2 separate regions of the Sus scrofa genome follow, and region 1 is linked to region 2. The links are chromatin contacts, called in public promoter capture Hi-C maps. All regions are on one chromosome and are shown on one strand. The core of a region is the stretch at or near the end of the contact, and the rest is flanking DNA. Distances in the headings are between cores, read along the strand shown. Region 1 holds the start of SSBP4 (single-stranded DNA-binding protein 4). Region 2 holds the start of DDX49 (probable ATP-dependent RNA helicase DDX49).

What was found. Promoter capture Hi-C pulls out the DNA fragments that hold promoters and counts their contacts.
Region 1: a contact with region 2 is called in a promoter capture Hi-C map of fetal liver, with 4 times the contacts expected there. The contact joins the promoter of SSBP4 here to the promoter of DDX49 in region 2. A contact is called at or near these places in 1 of 5 promoter capture datasets (fetal liver), 1 of 47 Hi-C or Micro-C datasets (liver) and 1 of 2 datasets of contacts at active chromatin or transcription factors (alveolar macrophages).

Annotation. Positions count from the first base shown.
Region 1 is chr2:59,382,398-59,389,558 of Sscrofa11.1, forward strand. SSBP4 (single-stranded DNA-binding protein 4) reads right to left here and starts at 2,140. Exons shown (of 17, transcript XM_021083516.1): 1 at 1,797-2,140. The coding sequence starts at 1,855.
Region 2 is chr2:58,927,191-58,934,010 of Sscrofa11.1, forward strand. DDX49 (probable ATP-dependent RNA helicase DDX49) reads right to left here and starts at 3,520. Exons shown (of 13, transcript XM_003123539.4): 1 at 3,355-3,520; 2 at 2,369-2,492; 3 at 1,697-1,782; 4 at 1,487-1,608; 5 at 455-642; 6 at 172-312. The coding sequence starts at 3,469. COPE (coatomer subunit epsilon) reads left to right here and starts at 3,739. Exons shown (of 10, transcript XM_003123536.4): 1 at 3,739-3,948. The coding sequence starts at 3,823.

The DNA of each region.
Region 1 (7,161 bases), core at 890-3,389, 450 kb after region 2:
ACACATGCCTCTCTGGCTCATACGGCACACCCCACCCCTGGACACCAGCCCTAGCTCTTTTGCCTGGCCTCACCCTAGGGACTCTGCACTTGCTGTGCCCTCAGCCATCAGCTCTTCCTCCAGGTCTCTGCACACCTGGCACCTCCCTCACACTTCACTACCTCCCACTTTGCTTTCTTCATAGCACATCCCAAGATCTTCACATCAGCTTGCTAAGTAACTCGCTTGCCTCCTAGCTAGGATGTGGGCTTCTTCAGGGCCAAGGTGTGCCTTTCCAACCACTATGCCCCAGGACCCAGCCCAGCACATGTCTGAACAAGTGAACAATTCCCACTGAGGGAGTGGTAGCCCCTAGATCCCAGCAGCCAGGGTAAAAGGATGGCTGCAGATGTGCCAGGATTCCCAGGAGTTGGGTATCCAGACATCCCCTGCTTCCAACCTCAAAAGAGCCAGGTGCCAGTTTCAAAAAGCCTTCCTGCTCGAAGGTGCCTGGAAATGGAGCCCACCTCATAACTGTGCAGATCGACAAGACAAGCCTAGAAAAGTACTCATCTACCTAGCATCTTTTGGCCAGAAGGCTCTTCTCCAAAATGACCCCAAGGCTGGGTAGAGAATGGACACTCATCCTTATGTGTGTATGTAGGAGTGGGGTGGGGCAGTGACCTCAATGTCAGCCCAGGCAGAAAAGGCAGAACAGGAAAGAGCCCATGTCCAAGGGGCTTCCTCACCACCCAGACATTCAAGTCCTTCTAGGATCTTGTGAATCAACCATTGGCCATCAGCCATGGCAAGCCTTCCCTTCTCTCTGGCACTTTAACAATACTGCAAAACCATTGGGTGCCCTTACTGTGAGGCAGTCGCAGCTCCAGCACCTTTCAAATGCTCCCCAAACCTAAGAGATGGCACTGCATTTATAAGGAAGGGAAAGTGAGCCTAGCAGGGGGTGCTCCCTCATCCAAAGCCACAAAACAGGTTAAGAGACAGTGTCAGAAGGCAAGGGAAGCACAGCAGCCCTGCTGCCTCCCCACCCCAAGAAGCTCTCATCACAGAGTCTGGAAATTAGCTACCTATCCTTCTAACAGCCTGAAAGCATCTGCTACCCACAGCCCAGCCCAGCCCCAGAACAAGTGGCAGGCCCCAGGACTGTGAGCCTTGCAGCTTCCTCAGGGCCCCATCCAGCCGCCCCAAGCCCGCTTGGACAGGTGGCCTTGCAGGCCCTTCTATCATCTCTCAAGCTTTTCCCAAGGAGCAGAAGTACCAGAGTAAGCAGTGTCCCCTACCTGGGAAACTTCCTGGGAGGATGGAGGAAGCTACACAAACTGTGACTCCATGCACTCACATATGCAACCTTGCACACCCAAGTCTCGACCGTCGGGGAGGTCTCGCGACCCTCTAGTCACTCTAGGATCTCGCGCGCCCCCTCAAATCTCGCACCCTCGAGTCTCGCGCGCCCCCGCAAATCTCGCACCCCTCGGGTCTCCTGCGCCCCTACTACTCTTTCAACCTCTCGAGTCTCGCGCGTCCCCTCAAATCTCGCGACCCCTTAAATCCCTCATGACCCTTTGGGTTTTGAGCGCTCCCACGTATCTCGCGCCTCCTTGAGCCCCCTCGGGTCTCGCGCACCCGCTCAAATCTCGCGGCCCTTCGAGCGTGCTCTGGCCCCGCACGCCCTGCACCCCGCACCCACGTGCCCAACGCAGTGCCCAACGCAGTGCCCGCTGGCGGTGGGGCCCACGGAAGCGGCGCGGCCACTGAGCCCCGCCCCCGGCTCCCGAGGTCCCGGCCCACTGACTCACTTCTCGCGTGCCTGGCTGTCGGAGGGCACGGCCGAGCCCTTGCCCCCCTTGGCGTACATCCTGCTCCGTGCCGCCGCCGCCGCGCTGGGGCCCCACACCTGTCAGGCGGCGCCGCGGGCCGCGCTCCCGGTCGCCATAGCTACCCCGCGTCCCGGGCCTCACCACCCCGAGCCCCGCGCGGGCATCGCGGGCATCGTCCGCGCGGGGGAGCTCCAAACGGCCGAGACGGCAGCGGCGGCGGCAGCTCCAGCTTTGGCTCTGACCACGGGTTTTATTTTCTTCCTCTCTTCCCTCAGCGCGGGCTGTTCCGGGAAGCGCGCGCCCCCTCCTCCCGCCGCGCGCGCCCCCGCCCGCCGCCTCCCCGTCGCTCGCGGGCGCCGCTCTTAAAGGGGCGATGGCAGGAGCGCGGGTGGGTCCCGCCGCCAGGACCGTGGGCCGGGCGCGCAAGCGCAGTGCCCGCCGCGGGGGGAGGGGGCGCGGGCTGCTCACGCTCAGGGCATGAGTGGGGACACCACTTCTGGGGCACACAGCGGGACACAGCTGATCATGGCTACACACACATTGTCCAAATAGAACCAGCCACCCAAATTGTACACCTAAGAACACAAGCCCACACTTAATTGCGATAGCATTCTCCGACACAAGACTCCACACGTAAGTCCGCATAACTACTGGAATAACTACTGATAGACCTATAAAGCTACAGGCAGTCACACTGGATGTATCACCCCGCAGCACAGGTGGGGACCGCCATACACAGTCTGCCCAGAGACACGCAGGTATACACAGCTTAAATAGTTGCTGTTACAGAACACTGAAACAGACCACGCGCACCTCGGCACACACCTGCATAGACACGCATTTGGAACCGCTATGGCACATCTTCCAACAGCTGTGGAATGAGCCCAAGCAGCTACTTGCTGTCACCCTGGGGCACCCTGTTGCAGCCTCTGGAGGGCTCCACACAGGGGCCTGGGCTGTCACTGAGCCACAGATAACTGTGTCACACAGTCACACGCAACGCACAGTCACACAACAGAGATGCTCGCAGCACAAAGACACCACACAGACAAGAAGCTCCTGGGGTGCCCAGGCCACACGCTGGGAGCCACTCTGCACAGCCCTACTGTCACACCTCGTGTCAATAGTCGGTGCTGGGTGACGGACTGGGTCACTCCCGCCTGCTCCGCCTCTCTGCCAGTGTTGCCAGCTGTTAATGGCATGAATCCCATTTGCCTGGGTGCAGGGAAAGGGTATTCCATTCTCTCTCCTGGGACCCTTCTTCTACCCCCAGGATATTTTCAGAGAAGGTGGAGGCAGACACTCAGGCAAGGAAGGACACCCGCAGGGCAAGGGGTGCTTGGGAGGGGTGGAGGCCTGTGCGCCAGGGGACCTGTGGGCTGCGTGCGTGGGCTGGGTGAGGAGAGGCGGTCCAAGGTCCAACTGTGACTCTAGGTCTGGATGCTTCTGGGAATATTTGCCATAGGTATTCTTTTTTTTGCTACGTGCAACCAGTGTGTGTGTAGACATGCGGATCCTGTGTGAGTGCACGTGTGCATCGCTGTGTGTGGGAGGATTGGCAAGTACCCAGTCGCTGGCGGGGCAACTGTCCCTGGCTCTGCGACGGTGGCTGCGTGTCCGCGGCGGTTTTGGGGGGCCAAGTGACGCCACGTCACATTTTGTGCACTAGGTTGGATTGCTGCCTCCCTGGGACCTCTGTTGTGTGGTTGTGCGCTCAGATTTCCCATGTTGTGTGTTTGTGTGTGCGCGCGCGCGCGCGCGCGAGCCTTGATCGGAACGCCCTTCCCGCTGCCCTACGACCCCCATTATGCTTCCCTCTTAGAACCGCCCCCAATGGCCTCCCTCCGACCCAAGGCTTCTGGCGGGCGGGAAGTCCTGAACCGCTGGGGTTCCAGACGGACGAGGAGGAAGGGAAGGGCAGGGCCAGGCGGTCGTCAGCCCCGCCTCCATCCTGAGGGGCCCCGGCCGGGGTTGGGGGGGACGCCAGCCCTTCCCACTTCCTGTCCAGCCGGTCGTCCCCTCCCCCAGCTTCCTCTCCCGCGGGCCTCCTAGGCCCCAGGCCGGCGCGGAGGAGGGGCCCTCTCTGCGTTTTAATGGGGCGCGGCAGACTTGATTCTGTCGGGCGTCGAGCTGGCGACTGCCCAATGTCCCCGGGGCCGCCAGGGGATGTGGACATCAAGGACACCCTCATCGTAATGCCCACCAGTGCCCATCACCGCTCTTCAGCCAGGCACACAGAGGGTGTGACTCACCCAGGTCACACAGTGTATTGGTGACAGCTGTGACTGCCGGGCACTACGGACGCCCCCATCCAGGCGCTCCCCATTTATCTCCTAATGTTCTGTGGCTCCCTAGGATTCTGTGCCCTGGTTGGGCCCCCCGCTATCTCTGAGCCGCCGCTCCTTAAGTCGGCGTGAGCCTTCATCCTCCGCGCAAACATTTATTGAGTGCCTGCTGTGTGCCGGGCTCTGTGGACCAGTCTGGACGTGTTGCTATTGCTTGTGAAGCAAAGGGAGGGCCGAACGTCAAAAGCTGGCGAGTCAGTAGGCTAATTTCAGGGAGTGCCACGTGCTGGGCAGAGGGAGGGGACCCCGGTGAAGAGGACCGGGCAACCGCTGGGGCGGAGGGAGGAAAGGAGGCTGGGAGGCGGAGGCACCCGCGGCCCGGCGAGTTGCAGAGGGGGAGGCACGGCTGGCGGGAGCGGAGAGCGCCGTTCTCATGGCAACCGGGGCGGATCTCCAAAACAGCCTCAGCGAGGGCGGAAAAGTCCGAGAAGAGCGACCTCTGGGCCCCACGCAGCGACCGGGAAGCTGAGTCGCGGGCACATCCACCCAGGCAGGGCTCACGCCTAGCAAGAACAGAACCCATAGAAACACCGCCCCCGATCCCCCTTGCAAAGGAGGGACGTGAGGGGGAAAAGGAAAAAAATTTCAATAAGGGGAGGGGTGGATCCGAAAGATCTGCAAGGAGAGTGCTCAGATTGCTGTCGCGGCAAGTGCAAAGGCCCTGAGGTGGGCACAAGATTAAAATGTTGAGGCAGAGCGAGGAGGGCAGTGTGGCTGCAGCAGGGGATAGAGGAACCGAGGGGCCGGAGCACTCCTGGCGGAGACCGGTCGGGATTTGTTCTAAAAGGAAAAGGGAGCCATCGGAAGGTGTGTTAGCCGCGAGGGACGGGATCTGCATCAAGATTTTAAGAAGCTTCATGGGGGCTGCCGGGTGGATCGGGATGGCATGGAGGAGGCAGGGAGGTTGGCCCAGGTAGGCAGGGGTCCTGGCCCAGGAATTGATTTAGGAGCCAAAGTGAGCGGGGAACGGTAAGCGAGGAGCGCTAAGGGTGAAAGTTGGACCCCAGACCTGCAACCTTTTTGCTGGCTCCCGGTCGCCCCCCTGTGGCCACGCGGGGACTGCAGCCCTGAGCTGGGTCTCTGCCTCTAAGAACCACCCATGCTCGCAAACCTCAGCCCTAAGCGGTCGGAGTCGGTGCCTGGAGGAACCCGAAGCCGGGTCTGCTTGTAGCGCAGGGGGACCGCCTGGAGGAGGAGCCAACCCTCCCCTCATTTACTCCTTCCAGCCCTTCCATTATTCAGAGGCACTCTTCATAGGCCCACCTCCCAGCCTTTGCACTGGCTGTTCCTGCTGCCTGGAGCGCTCTTTCTCCGGCTCCAGGCCTGGACTATTCTGGTTCCTCCTTCGGCCTTTGGCCGCAGCGTTCCTTCTCCCCCACCCTCCTTCTCTTCCTCCTCCTTTCCCTCCTCCCCCACTTCTCCTTCTCCATCTTTCACCTCTCCCTCCCTCTTCGCCTTCCCTGGCCACCTCCTCCAGATTACTGGTTCTGCACTAGCCTTGGTTGGACTTATCACTATTTTGATAAAATAATGCCTCAGGTTCTCTGTCAGAAGCCTCCCTCCTCCCCATGGATCTGCCTTCCCCGCAGAAACAGCGGGGGTGGGGGTGGGGGTGGGGTCCATGAGTATGTTGGGAAGTCTTTGGGAAGGCTGGTTTGGGTTTTCCTGATGAAGGTTCTTCCTCTCCACAGGAGGTGGGAGCTGCCCATTAATGGGGGAGGGGGGATTTGGGAAGCAGCCAGGATTCCGCCTGCAGACCCCAGCAGCCCTTCCCCAGCCGTGCGTGGGTGGCGGCCACAGCTGGGAGCAGGGTCTGAGCCATCAGACGTTTCCTCTCAGAAGCTGTAATTAGGGGTAATTTTCTAACTGCAACACAAAATTAAAACCCAAACAACGGCCGGGAGGGAAGAAACCACAGCAGCTGGTGAGCACCGGGGCAGGCTGGGGTGCGGTTGGAGGTTCCAGCCTAGACCTGGTCGGGGAGCCAGCTCCCTGGGAGGGGAGGGGCACGGGCACCAGGCGAAGGGTCTTTGAGACCCGCTGGACTCCTTGGAGAGCCGGCAACCCTTTGTAGTGTTGGTTTGCGAAATGGGGATTATACCCCAAGACCGATCACCTGAAGGCAGAACTTCTCAGATGGAGGATCTGGACCTACATTTGAACCCTGGCCGTGTGGCCTTGAGCGGGAGCCTACTGAACCTCAGCCCCCGGCTCTCAGATTCGTGAGGAACTCCAGGTGGGAGAAAGGACCCTGGAGGACGGGGCGGAGGAGCCTCAGTCGATCCCGCAGCTCCCTCCCCAACCCCCACCCCATCCTGTTCATACTCCACAAAGCTCAACCTGAGCCAGTACACTGCCCTACTTCCAAAACCATCTGTGGGTCCACAGCCCACAAATGAAGATCCCCGCTCCTCCGCCCTGCCTTTGAACTCCAGAATCAAACTAATCAGTAGGAATTGGTGCACCCAGCACTGATCATCCCTTAAAACCCTCCCAGCAACCTCATGAGAGAGGCAGCATTTTTTTCCTCTCCATGTTAGAGTTGGGAAACGAGGCTCAGAGAAACCCTGACGGAGATATGCCCACTGGTGGGGGCATCCCACCCACTAGAGTGCCCCCAGCCCCCAGTTTGGGCCTGGGATACTCCCTCTGGGAAATTGGAAGCATTGTGTGGAAACATCAAGAGCCCAGGAAGGAAGAATGGGGAGGGGGAAGCCTATAACAGCCACAGAGAAAGGTCTGCAAATAAAACTGGGGCTCTGATGGAGTTCCCTGGTGGCTCAGTGCATTAAGGATCCTGTGTTGTCACTGCCGTGGCTGGGGTTACAGAGCAGCATGGGCTCCATCCCTGGCCCTGGGACTTACACATGCCAAGGGTGCGGCCAAAGCAAAAAACAAAATGAAACAAAACGAAACAAAACAACTGAGGCTCTGAGCAGGGAAACAACTTGCCCCAGGACACAGAGTAGAAAGTGGAGATACAGGTCCCATGCTGGGGT
Region 2 (6,820 bases), core at 2,270-4,769:
ACCTCCTTGAGCGAATCCCCCAAAACTGCTAGTCTGAGCAAAGGCCCTGGAATGCCAAGATTGGCTGTGTGCCTCACACCTGCAACCTGGGGCCAGCTCTTAGGCTTCTGTGAAGGGCTGTGTGTGGGGGGGTGTCTGGGGGACGGGAGTGGTGGGCCTCCCTGTGCTCACTTGCACGTGTTGGTGAAGATGATGATGGACCAGTCCTCGTGCTCGTCCTGGAAGTTCTGGATCAGGTGGACCAGGTAGGCATCCTTGACCTTCTCGGGCACTAGCAGGTAGCGCTGGTCCAGCTGTTCTACAGTACGCACCCTGGGGATAGGTGGGCCGGTTCCCATTCTGTTGTTGAGGCCAATGCCCCGCCCCACCCATGGGCAATAATCTCTGTTGGATGTGAGCCCTCCCCACCCCCACTGCCTGCCTTGTTCCTCCAGGAATGTGGCTGTGGACTCACGGGGCCTGAGCCTCCCAGAAGAAGGGCTGGTTGGTGGCAAGGCTCTGCAGCTCCCTCAGCGTGTCAGTCAGTGTTGCACTGAAGAGCAGCGTTTGCCTGCGGGCCGGCACGGCTGCCAGGATGGCCTCCAGGTCCACGGTGAAGTCAGTGCAGCCCTGCTCCAACAGCCGGTCGGCCTCATCCATCACCTGGAGCACAGGGGCGGGGTGGGCATCTGGGGTCAGGGCGCTGTCCAAGGCCTGCCCACACATCCAGGCGCCCCCCCCCCCACGTGCCTCCTTCTTGTTTTTATCTATCACACCATCCCAACCCATCCCTAGGGCCACACCCGAGGCATATGGAAGTTCCCAGGTAGGGGTCAAATCGGAGCAGCAGCTGCCAGCCTAGGCCACAGCCACAGCAACCTAGGATCTGAGCCACATCTATTACCTACACTGAAGCTCACAGCTACACCAGATCCTTAACACACTGAGAAAGGTCAGGGATCAAACCCATGTCCCTATGGATATTAGGCTCATTACTGATGAGCCACAGTAGGAACTCTCTCCTTTCCTGGTCTTGGACGTGGGTCCTGGAGCACTCTCCCTCTGTGTCTTAGAGGCCATCTCAGTTCCAATGTCACCCCCTCAGAGAAGCCATGCTCCCGATTATCTTCGCTAGTACAGGCCCCCTCTTGTTGGTCTCTGAACTGTCTTTTTTTTTTTTTTGCCTTTTTTTTAAGGGCCACTCCTGCTGCATACAGAGATTCCCAGGCTAAGCGTCTAATCAGAATTACAGCTGCCGGCCTACGCCTTAGCCACAGCAATGCAAGATCCGCACCACATCTGCGACCTACACCACAGCTCATGGCAATGCCGGATCGTTAACCCACTGAGCGAGGCCAGGGATTGAACCCACAACCTCATGGTTCCTAATCGGATTTGTTTCCACTCCCCTGAGCTGTCCTTGTCACCATCCCTAACGTGGTACTGGATGGCTTGCAGACACGCATTTCACAAATGAATGATGAATCAGTACCCCAGGCCAACTCACCAGGAAGCGGATCTTCTTTATGCTGAAGGTGTTGGAGCTGCGGAGGTGGTCAGCAAGGCGCCCTGGTGTGGCAATGACCACGTGTGGTTTTCTGGACAGCTCCAGGGCCTGTGCCACCATGTCTGTGGGTGGAGGGCAAGAGGTGGGGCTGGGAGGATAGTCTGAAGCCTCAGGGTTTCCATGCCCAGAGCCTCCCTGGGCCTCTCATACCCATGCCACCAACGATGATGCAGTCTTTCAAGCCCAGAGGCTTCCCCAGGACCCGGAACTGCTCTGCAATCTGGTAGGCCAGCTCCCTGTGGGTGTGAAGGGGCCAGGATGGGTCAGATAGGGGTTTTGTGCCTGCCTCTCATTCCTATTCCACCTCCTGACTGGCCCTCTCCTGTTCACACACCTTCCACAGCCCCCAGTCCCCTTAGCACAAAGGTTCTGATACTGAGTGTTGGAGGCTCATTGTGCCCCTGCCCTCTAACCAGGTCCCAGAACAGCTCATGGCTCGTCACCTGCCAGTCCCACTCAAACTGGCCCTGTCTCTTCCCATGTCCTCAGCAATGACACCACAGTCTTCAAAGCCTGAGACCCAAGTGTCAGTACCCCCTCCTCAAGGGCTGGTCAGTGTCCAGGTCCCCTCCTCTCTGCCCCCAGCTCCAGCTCCGCCCAGGCCTCTTTTCTGCCCATGTCCCTACTTCCTGATCTTCCTGCTTGCCCTAAATCAAGCCTCATGCTCAGCACTTTCCACATATCATCTTGTTTAATTCTTCAGTACCCCTAAGACATGGGCTTAATCTCTGTCCCCATTTTGCACAAATGCAAAGTGCGCTTGCCCAAGAGAACACAGCTGGTTAGCTCCCCCAAGAGGCCTATTGGGGGCCAGAAGCTCACCTTGTGGGTGTCAGGACGAGGCAGAAGATACCATAGGGATCTTCAGACAGCTTCTGCAAGATGGGCAGGACAAACGCTGCTGTCTTGCCGCTGCCTGTCTTGGCACAGCCGAGGCAGTCCCGACCTGGACAGAGGGCAAAGCAGCATCAGAGGTATAACAGATGTTCCACTGGGCCCAGTGTATAACAGCTAAGGTCTAATAAGCAGTTACTGTATGCTCAATACTGGCGTGTGCTCTTTCTGTTTCAGGATTCTGATAACTTACTGTTTTAGCAACTGACAAATTTTAGGAGGAAGAGGCCATTACCATTCCCACTTAACAGAAGGGAGAACAGATCTCAAAGCTTTGCCCAGGACACACTGCCAGTGAGTACAAGCTGGACTAGAACCCACATGCATCTGACCTGAGATGTCTGCTACTAATCACTACCTCATTTTGACTCCTTCCCAGGGATAGAAGCTTGGGAAACCCAGAATGTTCTCCAAAATCTGCATCCTATGCTCCCAAATGATGCCTTCAGCTTTATTTAATCTCTCAATTTGTCCATCTGAGGCTTCCTAAAAAGCCAGAGGAGTGAGGAGAAAAGCAGTCTACAGACTAGAGTCCTAAATTTACCTAGGTTTACCAGTTGTCGGTACCGGTAATACCGACAACCTCAGTTTCCATCTATGAAATGGAGATAGTAATACAAACTACCGAATTTTCCCAGTGTTATCTACCAGTCACTCATCAAATCATCCCAGCGCTCTGAGGCTATCTATGAGAGCTTCAGAAATTACACCACTTGTGTGCGGAAACACGGCGAGTCAATCGTACAGCCTAAACGCCAACACTGAGTAGTCGACTCCGAGAAACCAGGCTCGCCCGTGAGGCCCCAAAGCTGCCCCTCGACCCACGGTACCGGTGTGGGCAAAAGGGGCGAGAAGGCAAAGTAAGGCGACAGGAGCGGGGAAACCTCCTGTAGAAGAGGCCTAGGTACACTCACCCTCCAGGATGGCGGGGATGCAGCCGAGCTGCACGGGCGTGGGCTGCTTCAAACCCAGCTGCCGACATTGTTCCACCAGCCACGATGACAGCCCGAGCTCAGCAAAGCCAGCCATCCTCTCAGTCAGCCCGGCACCCCTGTGAGCCGTGCTTCCGGCGCTTGTCGATGACGTCAGGGAAGCCTTCGCGTTTATTGGATCTACCTTTTGCGCGGCTCCACCCTCTGCAGTTTACTGCCATTCCTAGGCTCATTATATCCTTACCATGTTTTCCCCGAGCCCGCAGACTCGAATACAACTACAATTCCCGAGATGCCCTGTGAACGCACGTGCGTCTCCCGCCCCTTTAACTCCTCTTTAAGCTCATTTCCAGGGAGCCGAGTAAACTACATTTCCCGGAGGCTCTGCGGTGGCTCTGTGCTTCCGGCCGACGTGTCCTCAGGAAGAGGAAGGGGTAAGAACACAGCGACATGGCGCCACCGGCACCCGGCCCGGCCTCCGGCGGCTCCGGGGAAGTAGATGAGTTGTTCGACGTAAAGAATGCCTTCTACATTGGCAGCTACCAACAGTGCATCAACGAGGCTCAGCGGGTGAAGGTGGGCTAGGGGATGCTAGGGGCGGAGGCGGGGGCGGAATACGCTTCCTGTTGGCCACGGGTCGTGCTCTGATTTTAAAACCCTTTCTTTCCTCGTCCCGTTTTTCCTCTCACACCTCTTTAGAGCGCGATAAGGAATTATCCCTGTCCCATGACAAAACCCAAAGCAGCAGCAGTTTATGATACTTCTCACTTTGAGCGCTCTTAGCCTGGGAGGCGTTTGAGTAAAAGAGGGGTTTCTTACCGCTATGGTAATAACAATGGCGAGGTTATTACGCTATAGTAATGATAATAGTAACAGTAATTCTTGTTGGTTCAGCGCCCACACTGTGCCGCCATACCCTCAATACCTGTGAAGTAGGGACGTTGTTTATCCTCATTGTCCAGGTGAGAACTCCGAGGCTTTTCGCAATGTCACCCTGTCCCATTAACCAGATTATTTCTCTCCAAACATGCCCATTCGTTCACTCCTCATGGAGTATCTGTATAAGCCAGGCAGAGTGCTCGTGCTGGGCTCAAAGCAGTACAAAATAGACAAAACTCCCAGCTCTCTTGGAAACCTCAGCTCCCAAGGGAGACAGAGAATTAACAAGTTAATAAACAAGATGTCAGGAGATGGTGTGATGGGGAGTGGTGAGGGGGCTTGGCTGTTTGAGGGCTGAAAAATAGAGTCCAGGGCCCAGGCAGTGAGCGGGTGACAGGAGAGGGAGCAGAAAGGACCTTAGGCAGTACTTTTGGGGAAGGGTCACGGATATTACAGTTACTTTGAGAGTGAGCCATTGGAGAATTTTTTTTTTTTTTTTTAAGGGCTGCACCTGCGACATATGGAGGTTCCCAAGCTAGGGGTCTAATCAGAGCTGTAGCCGCCAGCTTACACCACAGCCACAGCAACTCGGGATCTAAGCCTCGTCTTCGACCTACACCGAAGCTCACAGCAACGCTGGATCCCTAACCCACTGAACAAAGCCAGAGATCGAACCCGCAACCTCATGGTTCCTAGTTGGAATCGTTAACCACTGAGCCACGATGGGAACTCCAGGGTTTAGTGTTCTGAAGAGAGAAAGCTTAATTACAACTTGAGCCCTATGGGGGTGAGAGGAGATGAGAGTACTGAGTCAGAAATGGGGGTGGGGGGAGTTCCCACTGTGGCACAGTGGGTTAAGAATCCAGCTGCAGGGGCTTGGGTCACTGCCATGGCTCAGATTCAGTCCCTGGCCCAGGAACTTCCATATGCCGTGGCGCAGCTATAAAATAAAATTGAAAAAAAATTAGAGATGGGGGTGGGAACTGCTTTGCATGAGAGTGGTCAGATCAGGCCAGATCTCTCTGTCATTTGAACCTGAGACTGAACCTTGGGGAAGGATCTAACCCCATAAGTTGCTGCAGAGGTGGCCGAGGCAGGAGTGAGTTCCAGGTGATCAAGGCCTAGGAGGCTGGTATAGCAGAAGTGGGGCAAGTACAGCGGGAGAGACAAAGAATGAGGTGGACAGAGCCTTAGGGGGCGGCAGCAGCAGGGGTTTGGGTTTTATTCCAAACATGTTTGGAGGCCATTGTGGGAGGCCATCGAAGCACCAAGCAGGGGAGTGGCAGATGTCTTCAGAGAGGCACGCAGAGCCTTCGGAGGAAATTGGATTCTGAAGTAGAGAAAGCTTGTTTTCCCTTCTGGCCATTTGCAGGGAACCTCATGTCCCTGAGCATTATCTATGTAATGGGGGTAGAACTCCAAACAGATTTCAGGAAGGTTAGGATTTGCTGAAATAACGTGTGTACAATCATGTTCGCTTTCCATTGCCGCTGTGACAAATTAGCACAAACAATGGCTTAAAAGAGCACACATTTATTATCTCACAGCTTCTGTAGGTCAGAAGTTCAGCAAGGTTCTCGCCAGGCTAACATCAAAGTATTGGTCTGGCTACATCTTTTCTGGAGGTTCTGGGGAGGAATCACCTTCCTAACTTGTTCCAGTTGCTGCCTCTTGACCAGGGGCCACTCTTAGCTCCTAGAGGCTTCTCTCTAGTCCTCAAGCTCGCACATCACCCTTCCATCTCAGAACCAGCCATAAGGTTCTCATGCTTGGAGTCTCTCAGATTTCCCCCTCTCCTTCATCCCTTTAGTCTAAAAGTCTTCTGCTTGGAGCTCCCGTTGTGGCTCCGCAGGTTAAGAACCTGACATAGTCTCCATGAGGACGCACGTTCAGCCCCTGGCTTGGCTCAGTGGATTAAGGATCTGGCATTGCCACAAACTGCAGCATAGGTTGCAGATGCTGCTTGGATCCAGCATTGCTGTGGTTGTGGTGTAGGCCGTCACTGCAGCTCCAATTCAGCCCCTAGCCTGGGACCTTCCGTATGCCGCAGGTGTGGCCCTAAAAAGAAAATAAATAAATAAGTGGTCTTTGCTTTTAAGAGCATCTGTGATTAGACAGGATGTTCCCATGTAACCTAACATAGTCTCCCCATTTTGGGGCTCATAACGTTCATCACACCATTGAAATCCCTTTTGTAATGTCAACTGTTCACAGGTCCCAGGGATTGGCGTGGACGTCTCGAGGGGAGAGAGGGTACAGGGATGTGTGCGTGTCTCACTCTGCTTAGCACCACGGTTATGGGCCTCCACGCTGGGGTAGTGTATGTAGCTCACAAGAAGATTGAGGCATTCCTGGGCTCGGATTCTGGCTCTTCTAGGTTCTCTCTGCAGCCAAGCCTGATTCACTGCACCTCTCTAAGCCTCAGTTTCCCATCCTGTCACATGGGAACAGTGACATTCATTTCAGTAAGGTCTCTGTGAGATTCATTGTTATACTCATGTTCTGCCTTTTGCTTTCTGCTGAATGTCTGTTTTGCTTCTGTTATAGCAATATGTTCTTTGGTTTTTGT